Linked DNA regions of Canis lupus: region 2 is linked to region 1. The links are chromatin contacts, called in public Hi-C maps. All regions are on one chromosome and are shown on one strand. The core of a region is the stretch at or near the end of the contact, and the rest is flanking DNA. Distances in the headings are between cores, read along the strand shown.

What was found. Hi-C and Micro-C count contacts between places; a contact is called where the count stands out from the background.
Region 2: a Hi-C map of blood shows a contact between it and region 1, with 4 times the contacts expected there. The contact joins the promoter of SRPRB here to the promoter of CDV3 in region 1. A contact is called at or near these places in 2 of 9 Hi-C or Micro-C datasets (both in blood).

The regions. Positions count from the first base shown.
Region 1 is chr23:30,980,252-30,986,162 of UU_Cfam_GSD_1.0, forward strand. CDV3 (protein CDV3 homolog) reads left to right here and starts at 2,906. Exons shown (of 5, transcript XM_038570910.1): 1 at 2,906-3,033.
Region 2 is chr23:31,203,433-31,209,410 of UU_Cfam_GSD_1.0, forward strand. It overlaps SRPRB (signal recognition particle receptor subunit beta), which reads left to right and starts at 3,680. Exons shown (of 7, transcript XM_038570925.1): 1 at 3,680-3,880; 2 at 5,377-5,471. The coding sequence starts at 3,727. It overlaps LOC119865393 (a long non-coding RNA gene), which reads right to left and starts at 3,631. Exons shown (of 2, transcript XR_005377038.1): 1 at 3,503-3,631.

The sequences.
Region 1 (5,911 bases), core at 1,656-4,155:
ACATGACGCTTTTTTTTTTTTTCTCGTCAACAAATGTTCTGCTAGGGCAGGCAGTCCCTCCATAGGCTCTGAGGACCCAGTAATGAAGAAGAAGCAGGGTCAGAGAGGACAGATAAAAGGAACAGTCACCGACCACCCTATATAACTGTAATTCATGATATGTACCTTAACAATAACATGAATACTCTTTTCTTTTTTAAGAGATTTTATTTACTTGACAGAAAACACAAGCAGGGGGAACGGCAGACAGAGGGAAAAGCAGGCCCCTCACTGAGCATGGAGCCTGACGTGGGGCTCGATCCCAGGACTCAGATTATGACCCGAACCAAAGGCAGACGTTTAACCAGCTGAGCCACCCAGGTGCCCCTAAATGTTCTTAATAACAACAACACCTAACCTTGATTAGGCTGATTCCAGGCACTGAGCTGAATGGTCCTCAATTCTTGCCTCATGTAGTCCTCACAACTCCACAGGCAGCAGTGTTCATCATCCCCTTTACAGATGAAAACACCTGAGGTGCAGAGACTTGCTGGGAAGAGGCAGAGCTTTGATTCAAATCCAGGTCTGACTCCAGAAAGCAGACACTTGACCCTAAAGTAAAAAGCAGGAAGAAGTAAAGGATTTGCCTTTGGCACGGGAGAGGTCTCTCTGCGGATCCTATACCCTCATCCTTTCCCTGCTTTTTCAGCCCTAGTAGGAATGACAACACCATTGACCTACTGACCTGGTAACCCGGGCCAGAGAATTTCACATCTACTTGTTTGGGTCATGAAACAGGATCAGGAATAGAGTTAGGGTCAAGAACAGGATAATCGTGCCTTTCCAACATAATTAGATCCCTTGCACTCTGTGATCAAAATGATTGAGTCAGAAGGTTTTGCTTAGTGCCAGAGCCATCTGACTTGCTCTCAAAGAGGTCACCCAGGGTAGTTTTACTTTGATGAATTTACCAGAGAGCTGAACCTGTTTCACAGCCAAGTCAGTGCTTCTGAGATCCAGCTGCCTGGAGAAGCCTGACTCCCAGCTATCCAACTCCTAGAAGGCTGAAGTATATACCCAGATACTCGCGCATTCATTATTGGTAGGTGTTAGTCCTTCAGTTAACTAGAACACTCCTCCCCACCCAACAGGGGCACCCTTTTCCCCATATCAGCAATCAGAGAGCCAAATCGGCCATCAGCTGGCTGGTGGGTGAGTTTATCCCAACAAGAGTTAGCTGCAGGCAGATTTCATTTAAGTCAGGGTGGGGCTTAGTGAGTCATCTCCATCTCACAGCAGGGCACATCTGTATGAGTTCCAGTTTCCTGTTGCTCTTTCCTGGACAGTGGTGGGGAATAAGTGTCAACCACTGGCCTCTTGGCTTTACCCTACTTATTTTTCCTTTCTATTCTCCAGCCTCCTCCCTCATTCCTGTTTCCTGCATACAATACAGTTGATAAGGTTGCTGATCATTCCATTGTTATTCCATTCCATCAGGGGAGGTGATCTGATGGGGTAGGTGGGTTGGTCCAAGCTCTTTATGCATAAACTTTCTGTATTCTCGGATATATTAGGTTGAATCATGTGAAATTGCTATTTGGGCAGATCAAAAACAGTCAAAGAGCAGCAATTTTATGTGATTCAACTAACAGCAGACCAGATTTATTAGGGGTGAGTCCAACCCCTTGTTTGCAAGCTGTGGGGACGGGCATATGTGTGTGTATGAAGGATCATATGTGGCAGCCTTTTACGTATCTCTGGAAACAGGCTTCTCTGGTTAGCCACTGGTGTCTGGGACCCTGTTCTTGCCATCCATTCAGCCTCTGATTAGGGCCTTAATGTCAAGAATGAGCTAAGTGGGACTAGAGGTTGAGGAAGAAAGTCAAATTCTTTGTTCTGCATGAGAGTGTGTCCTAAAGCCAACAGAGAAGAATTTTAAGGAACCACTTTTACATAGTCCACATCTTGCTTATCCTCCTGTTAATGTGAAAAACTTGGGGACTGGGGCACTGGGATGGCTCAGTCAGTTAAGCATCAGGTTCCCTGCTCAGCAAGGAGTTTGCTTCTCCCTCCCCACCCCACCCCCATCTCTGTCTCTCAAATAAATAAGTAAAATCTTTTTTTTTTTTTTTTTTTTTAAGGGAAAACTTGGGGACTAGTGGAGACATTTTACATTCTACAAACATCAAACACCTGTGCGATGCTGGCTGCTGCCCCACACCATTCCTACCTGCCAGTTCACTAGCTGTAGTAGTAGGTACATATACTTGTCGGTTTCTGGTAGCAGTAGCAGCTTACAATGCAGTAAGCTGTGGGAGGGGAGAGCCCATCTCTGACTTACTTATTCTTGACTCCTATTGTAAGGCCTGGCACATGGTAGGTGCTCATCTTTTAAGATGTTTTACGTAAATGAATGAGTGAGTGAATGAAGGAGGTTAAACAACAGGCAAATCATGGAAATACCAGGAAGGCATCAAATACCATAAGAAACCAAAGGTCTCTGGACCTTTAAAGGTCAAGAACCAGGCTGTCTACAGAAGTCAGCAGAGGGTCCCCAGAGGAAGTTACTTGAAGGCATCTGCTCTCCAACTGGAAAAGGTTGGTGGAACAGCTCAGGCAGTAGCACAGTCTGCTTCTCAGATGTGAGAGAGGAAGCCGCAAATGCAAAGAAGCCACAAATGAAAAGTTGCTCCCTATTTCCTGGCAAGCTCTTTGGCCGGCATGAGCTGCATTCCTTTGAGCTGAGCATGTCTGGAATTTCCAGCCTAGGTAGCAGAATGGAACTTGGAACAAATGGCTCAGCAAAAAAGAACCCAGGAACAATGGGCCGGGTCCGGCTGCCCTTTGCCAGTTCTTGGGCTTTCAGAAAGTTGGCTCAGTGGGCCCTGTTGAGGGAGATAAATGATGTCTTTTGGACTGTACCACTTCAGAGGACTCAGAGGGACATTTCCATGTTCAGACAGCCTCAGATTCTTAGAAGATGTGCTGAAATACCTGGGAATGGTCCGAGTCCTCACCACTGTTCAACTTTCCATCTAGCAAGGACAAGTTAAGGTCTGTTTTGCTTTAAAGATGGGGAAGGCCTAAATGTTGGAAGGCAGAGGGCAAGAAATATTCATCAAGACAGAGTGGGAGGATGCTTCGAGGTGAGGGCAGGTGATGATGAGGGGGTGACGGCAGGATTCAGGGTCCAGTATAGCCGATCTAGAGGCTGGTGGCAGGGGAGACTGAAGAGCAACTGGTGGGGATATATGCCATCAGTTTCAGGGCAGAGGATTCAAAGACGAAGGGATCAGCTTCTGGAAGGAAAGAATAACAACAGACAATAACACAACCACAAAGATATTGGTGTCTCTACTGGCCTGACCAGTACATATGACCAAGTTCTAAGAGCATGTCATGAATCACACTGAAAAATGTATTGGGGAATTCTGCGATGTCAACCCTCAATTGCTGATCCTTCTCTACATTTTCCCAAGTCATTAATTCCTTCAAGACACTGATATATTGATGGGGACCTAAGAAGGCAGGGGTACTGAATTTCAGTGATTCATATCTGGACCTTCTTGATTTTAAGGGCAGGAATGACAAATTACTCAAACTAGAATAAGGCACATAACCTTAAATGTAGCTAAATAGGTGCTTCATAGATGAGGAAAGAAAGAACGAAAGTTAGGAATGGAGGAAGGAATGGAGGGCAGAAGGGAAATGAAGAAAAAGAAATTTGATCAGAGATGTTAAGGAAAGTGGGGTGGGGGCAGGACTTAACTTGGCCTGCATCACAGGAAGATAAGTGGTGTCACAGAAGGAAGTAGCCTAGGGCCCATCCTGGGTGGTTAGGGGCAGCTTATGTCTGGGGAATTATACCTAAGCTTATTGTTGCTCAAGGCTAGATCCTTGTTTTACTTTGTTGACATATTCCGGACTTAGTTCTTTAATAGTAGTGGAGGTGGGGGAGGGAGAGGAGACCATCTTAAATGGGGAAACCATAAAGGAAAAGACAAAGGAGTAGCTCCTTTTACTGGCTGTCCTGTGTCTACCCCATGAAGCTACTAACATCATCTGACTCATTTCCTCAGTGGCTGTTCTCTCCCCTGTCCTTAGAAGGAGGAAGTGGAAAGTCTAATACTTTAGTTAGGCCACCCACTTCAAAGGAAAGGATTCCTATTATTCCCAAGGCCCAAAAAAGTATTTTAGTGCTAATTTAACCAGGATTAACATGGGTATTTTATTCCCATCCTTATGGCACACCATTCTCCTTAGCAGATAGAAAAGCTAAGGATAAATGGCAGCCATCATCTAGACTCAAGTCAGGGCAGGGAGCACTAAAAGGCATGCAGGGCAGCCCGGGTGGCTCAGCGGTTTAGCGCCGCCTGCAGCCTGGGGTGTGATCCTGGAGACCCAGGATCGAGTCTCCCACGTTGGGCTCCCGGCATGGAGCCTGCTTCTCCCTCTGCCTGTGTCTCTGCCTCTCATGAATAAATCATTTAAAAATCTTTAAACAAACAAACCAAAAAACAAAAGGCATGCATCTCCCATCCAATGCATGTTAAGCACTGTGCTGGGCAGCTAACAGGTCTTCTTTCCCCTAATACCCCTATTTTACGGATCAGATGTTTGAGGATCAGATTTCTTGAGCTTGACCTTGGTAGACCTATCTAGCAGAGGGTGGAATTCAGACAAAAATCAATCCCCTCCTACCTACCTACTGGCTTATTAAAGATCTTTTCATAAACAAGACCCAAACTCCAAGCCCACTGCTCCTCTTTTCCTAGTAACCACCCCATAAAATGAAAATTAAAAGTTGCTAGACCAGAGGGGGTGGAAGTACAGAGCGGAGCGGAGGAGGAGGAGGAGGAGGAGGAGGAGGAGGAGGAGGTACCATCTTTAGCAGCGCTGGCCTTACTAACGCACAGCCTTTCCGTTTTTTGCTAAAGTTCAAGCCGCAAGGCCACAGTTGGCTCGGAGCGAGCACACACGCGTGCACCCCACGCATGCGCTCTGACGGGACCCACCCGCCCCTCTCGCCGGACCTCTTTAGCCAAGTCACCAATTAGCCCTCTAAACGCCCGCCCTCCAGGATAAACCCTTAGCCAATCGGGAGGCAGGAGCCCCCGGGCGCCTCGCTTAGTTAGCATACACCCTCCTCTCCCCGCCCGAGGCCCCGCCCCCCGGGGCCGGGATTGTCGCCTAAGCGCTTCGTCCTGACGCCTGATTGGCTCCCCGGCGAGCCCCGCCCCCGCCCCCGCCCCGCCCGCCGCCCGCCCCCCGCCCCTCCGCGCTCCCACAGCGGCGGCGGAGCTGAGCGCGCAGGCGCGGGCGCTGCCTCTCGCCGCTGGTGGCCCGCCCTCCCTCCTCCCCCTCCCTCCCCTCCCCACCCCCTCTCCCTTCCTCCCCGGGCCTGCGCGCGCGTGTCTTCCTCCTGCACGCGCCGCCGCTAGCCGAGCAGTCTCGCCGGAGCGTCCGGCCCGCGCCTCCCTCTTCCCCTCCGGCCGCGGGGCGGGCGGGATCCTGCACGGCGGTCGCGGCGGCGGCGGCCTCGAGCGGCGGCGGCGGCGGCGGCTCGGGAGCGCCCGGGCGGACCGTACCACCGCCCGCCGGCACGCGGGGGGGGCCGCCCGCGCCGCCGCGCTCGCCTCGGCGACCCCGCGGGGCTGAGGCGTCGCCGCGCCCGGGAGCGTGAGCGCAGAGCCGGCCGCGACCCCGAGCTCGGAGCCCCGCGAGCCGCGCCCGCCGCCGGCCCCACCCATCCGGGCCGAGGAGGAGGCGGCGGCTGCGGCCATGGCCGAGACGGAGGAGCGGAGCCTGGACAACTTCTTCGCCAAGAGGGACAAGAAGAAGAAGAAGGAGCGGAGCAGCCGGGCGGCGAGCGCGGCGGGCGCGGCGGGCGGCGCCGGCGGGAGCAGCGGAGCGGCGGGCGCGGCGGGCGGCG
Region 2 (5,978 bases), core at 2,430-4,929, 220 kb after region 1:
TCTAAATGTTTGGCCTGAAAGGATTTTTTTTAAAAATACGATCTGACTAAAGACTTGTGCATCTGAACCTTTCCTTCAGAGCTCAATGTTCAACTGACCTCTTTCACAGCTTTGGTCATGGTGCCACAGCCACCCTGGGTACAGTTCAAGTAGGAATTCTTTCTGAAAAGTGTCTGCATGATCATCATAATAGAATCAAGTGTATGTGGCTCTGTGTGTGTGTGTGTTGCTGGGGAAGAGGCAGGAAGGAGGATGCTGAGTGAGTTACTGAGATGGAGTGTTCAAGGAGTACAGAAAAAGAATACAGAAGACTTACATATTTTACCAATATTTTAAATTAATTTCATCAGGTATACTTGAGTCAGGTCCTGATTCTAGGGGGTTGGAAAAATGAACCACTGGAACATCTGAAAATTATTGCTTTACCCTGATTCCCACAGTAGTCACTGCCCTGTCTCCTCTCCTTCTTCTGAAAGATGGAGGCTCACTCTTTCCACGCCTTACTTATTAATGGCTGAACACACAGAAACCAGTTTTCTGCTCCACTCAATTCCCTGAAGCTACCCTGGCCAAAGTCACTTCCCATCTGCCAACTGTGAAAATTTTATTTTATTTATTTTTATTCTTTTTTTTTTTTTTGAAAGACTTTATTTATTCATTCATGAAAGACACAGAGAGAGAGGCAGAAACACAGGCAGAGGGAGAAGCAGGTTCCCTGCAGGAAGCCTAATGTGGGACTAGATCCCAGGACTCCAGGATCACGCCCTTAGCCAAAGGCAGATGCTCAACTGCTGAGCCACCCAGGCGTCCCCCAACTGTGAAAATTTTAGTTTTAATTGTAATTCTCTCATTCCTGAGTCTGTTTACTGCACTTGATAGGGCTGATCATTCACCAATCATGTGACTGGTGTCCCTGGGTCTGAGATTGTGTCTACTGTACTTTGGAGCTACTGGGAATAGAAGATGGAAAAAAGTGTCTGGTGAATGAGACATTTTAATTAATGCAAGAGAGGAAAAATTGTGTCACTACATTTATTTCATTGTAACTCTCCACTTGCTATTTGAATGAAGGAGAGAACACTTTCAGTAAGCAGCAGTCAATATCTGCCTCCCCTTCCTCTGGGCTCACCTCCTGGAAGTGTGTGTTGGTGGAGATGTGAAAGGATAGGAAGCAGCTGATCTTCTCCTGCTCTCATTCCTGAGAATGGCACCACTTTCTCACTTGAGTGTGGAAGGTGTGCACATTTCTCCTGCCTTTACCCAGGAAACCTATTGAAAAAAAAAAGTCTGTCTCTTGTTAAAACCTTTCATCATTCCCAAACTTTACCACCATGGCAGAACTTTCTCATTCACATAGCTCTGACTAAAAATTCGTATACAGTTGGGGCAGTTATGGTAGGTGTTTTTCCTGTTTGGCCCTTCTTCCTTCCCTGAATTTTTAGCTCCTAGCAGAGGAATCAATGGTTATTAGAAAGGAGTGATGTGTATGTCTGTGTGTACATGCGCTGGGTGATGGATACAGAGCAGGGGCCAGGACCTTAAGAAAGAAAGAAAGAGAGAATATGGTAAAATTACTGTCAGTTCTGATCATTTTAATTGACAATGCTAATTTAAAATAAAGTAGTTGACACTAATAAAAATAAAATAAAATAAAATAAAAATAAAAGTAGTTGGTTAACCCTCTTTAACCTCACCTCCTAAACATCCTTTCTTAATCTGGACTCCCTATTGCCTACATTTATCGATGAAAGGCCAGGAAAATGAATTGTACTATGTTAGAGCATACAGTTAAGCATAAAAAAGCCCAACTGCCTGGGCTTAATGGATAAGTTACCTCAGTTTGCCTCTGCAAAATTGGAATAATAGGTGAAGATTATGCAAAGTTATAAATTAAAATTATTTAAAACAGTGCCTGGTATCAACAAGCACTCATTAATGTTAGCGATTATCCTCACTATTTACCCTCCCTTCCATCTACCAGCCTTGCTTCCATACCCGTGCCCCACCCTTACCTCACCGTTCCTTCTGAGCTCACTTGTCATTCAAGCCCTCATCACGGGAGCCCCTTTGAAACAAGAGATGTTGCTGACCACTTCCAGGACACGTTTTACTCCTGCATCACCGACTCTTCCTTTTTAGGTATCTTTGTGGGTTTCTTCCTCCTCACTTTTCATTCTGTCCCTGATTTTAATGACCACTTATCTATGTCTGAAACTCAGATGAAAATATAGTGCCTATTGCTGAAGCTTTACATTTGTTTACTCTATCGCCTGCTTAATATAAGATTTTAGAACTCCTAGAGGCACCTGAAACTCACTATACAGAAGAGAGAGGTTTTCATTCTGGTTATGCCCTCAGCCCCAAAGTCCCTCCCTAATTCACTTTATGAACTTTGATCTTTTCAGGACTCCACACCAGCTGCTTCAGATGCAGGCTTGATAACTCTCTATCTGAACTCAGCATATCCAATTAGTCACCGCATCCTATACGTTTTCCTCCTACATATCTTTCAAATCTGTGGCCTCCTTTCCACTACTACCTCTGTTCCTGGTTCACACCCCGTGCATTTTTTTGCCAAAACACTGCAACAACCCCCAGCTGGCCTCCCTACCTTAGTCTTTCTCCAATCACAGTTCTCTATCTGCCAGTCATCTATGTTACCCCCAACTGAAACTTCTTATCCCATTCTGGATTTTATATATATATATAATCTGGATAAAGTCTAGGTTCCTTAGCATAGCACAAAATCCCTTCAGGTCGTTCCTGCCAACCTTTCCTGCTTCATCTCTTGCCACTTCTGCGGAAAGGACACCAGTTTCGTGACAGGCTGCAACTCTGCAGTCCCTAGGCAGGCCACTTCGGGCTCCCTAGGGTGTTTTATTTGGGTGATAAGTTGTTGGGTGTTTTTGTTTGTTTTTCATTACTTGCCGAAATTTGAAAAGGGGAACATTTCCCTTTCTGGCTTCTTTGCGAAAACTGGAAGGACTGGCTACTTTGGTCTCACCTACGTGCCTGGCATAGCGGGGGCTGTCCACTCCAGGCAGGAATGACAGCTGCAGTTTTCAACACCACTACCCCGCGCACTGATTTTCCCAGCTGCTCCCGTCAATGTCAAAAATCTCAGCTGCAGCCCTGGATTTACACCGAATTGCTCGTTTTCTGCTACTCAGGCGCTCTTTGTCCTTTTGCACCTGCAGAGGCTCACCCATCATCCCTCGTGGCCTCAGCTCCCGTCATTTTCCTCCAGGAGCTGGTCTCTGAACCTATGATGGGTACTAAGCGTCCCTTTCTGTATCCCCGTATCGCATCATACATCCTCTGTCACACCCCACGCCGGATTGCACTCAGATGAAATGTTTGTGTAATGCCTGAGTTCCTCGCAAGACTCCCCTCTCTAAGGGGGCGACTGGAAAGCCTCCGAGAAGATTTCTCAAGCCATTCATTTTATGCATCCATCATTCCGTCAACACCCATGAAGAGGGCGGCGACATTTAACTCCTACCTTAAGGGATAAGCGTGTCACTCGTGAAATACCGTGCAACGCCGCTCGCTCGGCGGACAGCGTCCCAGAGCATCGCCACTGCCTTCGGGACCTCCCGGAACCCCGCCCCTGAAGGAGGAAATACAACGTGGGAACTACAACTCCCGTGATGCTCCGCTTCGGGCGCCTGCGCAGAGTCCAGGGCCACGTCGCTCTCGCGGCGCTGGAGACCACGCATCTCAGCCATGGCTGCCGCGGAGTCCCGGCGGATGGGGGACGGTGGTGGTGTGGGGGGAGCCTTCCAGCCCTACCTAGACTCCTTGCGGCAGGAGCTGCAGCAGAGGGACCCGACGTTGCTGTCAGTCGTGGTGGCGGTTCTGGCGGTGCTGCTGACGCTGGGTAAACAGGCGGCCGGTGGTTTGGGCGGGTGTAGGCAGGCGCAGTTCCGGGCTTGGACGGGCTCGTGGAGACCGCGGACGCCGGGCGGAGACTCGCCGCTTCACATCTACCTGCCTTGCTGCCTGCAGCCGCGGGAGTAGCGCTGCAATAAAGAGGCTCTCCTGCGGACCTTGGAGTGACGTCCTGGTCCTTGGGGGCGCGGGTTACTTTTCCTTTTTCTGCCCCTGCTACGCCTGGAGCGCGCGGTCCTCCCCTGACCCCCCTCCCCTCCCCCCCCCCCTTTTCTTTGCTCTTTCTACCTAGACTCGCAGGTCTTTAACTCCAAGTTTGCTTCCTGGGCGCTGCGGATACACAGTGCATAAGACAAGATTGCGCTTGAGGAGTCCACAGTCGGGGGGTGGGGGTGCAGACACAGCAGGGTTGACAGTTGATAGTGGCTGGCACTCCGTGAAGGGCCTAATGACCGAGTAGGCGGCCAGACTCGAGCCGAGCCGGAGGGAAGGACGGTGATAAATAGGCTCCACGTTAGAAGCCTGGGGGCACAACACCCCCACGTTTATGGGGAATCCAAGAACCAGCCCTCCATTCACTCAGCACATACCTTCCCGCTGGGAACACTAACAACGGTAATGATTATAACGGCGGCAAAAATACCAGGGAAGTTCCAGCCGAATGAGGGGTTCTGTGAGAGACTTCTGTTAATTTCTCTACCCCGACCATTCAGGCATACTATTGATGATCAAGGCATATATATTATATATATATATATAATTTTTTTTTGAGTCATCAACTTTGTCACTCTTTATAGACCTTGGTCCACTTCCACATGAAAAGTAGGGAGCATCTGCTTCCGCTTAATATCCTAGAGAATGACAAACCATTAATAGTAACTTACACAGGGGGAAAAGTTATTAAAATAAAGGTTTTATAGTCAAGCACCAAGATGTCCCCCAAATACTGGGCTTTTGGGTGTCTAATGACAGGTATCTATAACTCCAGTTTCTTTTTAGATCAACATAGTGTTTTTAATATGCACCCTACGATTTAGATCATCAAACGTTCAGAAGAGGTTAAAAAACCAGCTACCCTCTGTGAATCAGATGCGGTTGTCAATCTCCTGTTTAGGGCTACTTGAAGGTTAAAAAACCTTCTATCTTGTTTCAGAGATGTTTACATCAAGAGTAAGACATTTACAAATGGTTCATAGTATAGAACAGCCCAAATGTCATTTTCACCTGTCCTGTGTAAGGAAGTTAAGCGCTCCTAAGTTTGTCTAATAAAAATTCTTTTAGAGTGAATTACGGTATTGATGGGAATTGATTTGTGTGATATAGATTCCATAATATGCTCAAATATGATATAACCATTTAATATAATTTCATTCCATTTAATGTTTGGAAATGTGCACTGAAATAAATGTAAAACATTTAGAATAGCTTGTGTTATTTATGTTGGGGAAAAAGGCATAATTTTGGTCGTTTCTCTCTATTCCACAGTGTTCTGGAAGTTCATCCGGAGCAGAAGGAGCAGTCAAAGAGCTGTTCTTCTTGTTGGCCTCTGCAACTCTGGGAAAACATTACTGTTTGTCAGGGTAAATGCTTTGATTTACACCTCTTCTAAAGTTGATGGGAAATGTTAGGCCATCCCATTATCCCTGCGAAGTCATAGTTCATTTTGGAAAAGGGAGCTGATGCTCACAATTTGGGGAGTTAAATTTTTTTTTAAAGATTTTATTTATTTATTCATGAGAGATAGAGAGAGGCAGAGACATGAGCAGAGGGAGAAGCAGGCTCCCAGTGGGGAGCCTGACGCAGGATTCCATCCCAGGACCCTGGAATCACAACTGAGCCAAAGGCAGACAGATGCTCTACCACTAAGCCATCCAGGCATCCCTGGGGAGTTAATTCTTGACTCACTTGAAGACTTGAAAAACTTGAAAAGACTCTTGAAAAATTTGTGAACTGGAATTTCTTGACCTTTTCTATTTTCTTGCACCTGCCAGATACTGTTATTTAGTCCTTATCCCGTTTTGGGGGCAGTTTTATGAACTACCTTTTATTCTTCCTTTTGAGAGGATAAATTACTTCCCTTCCACTAC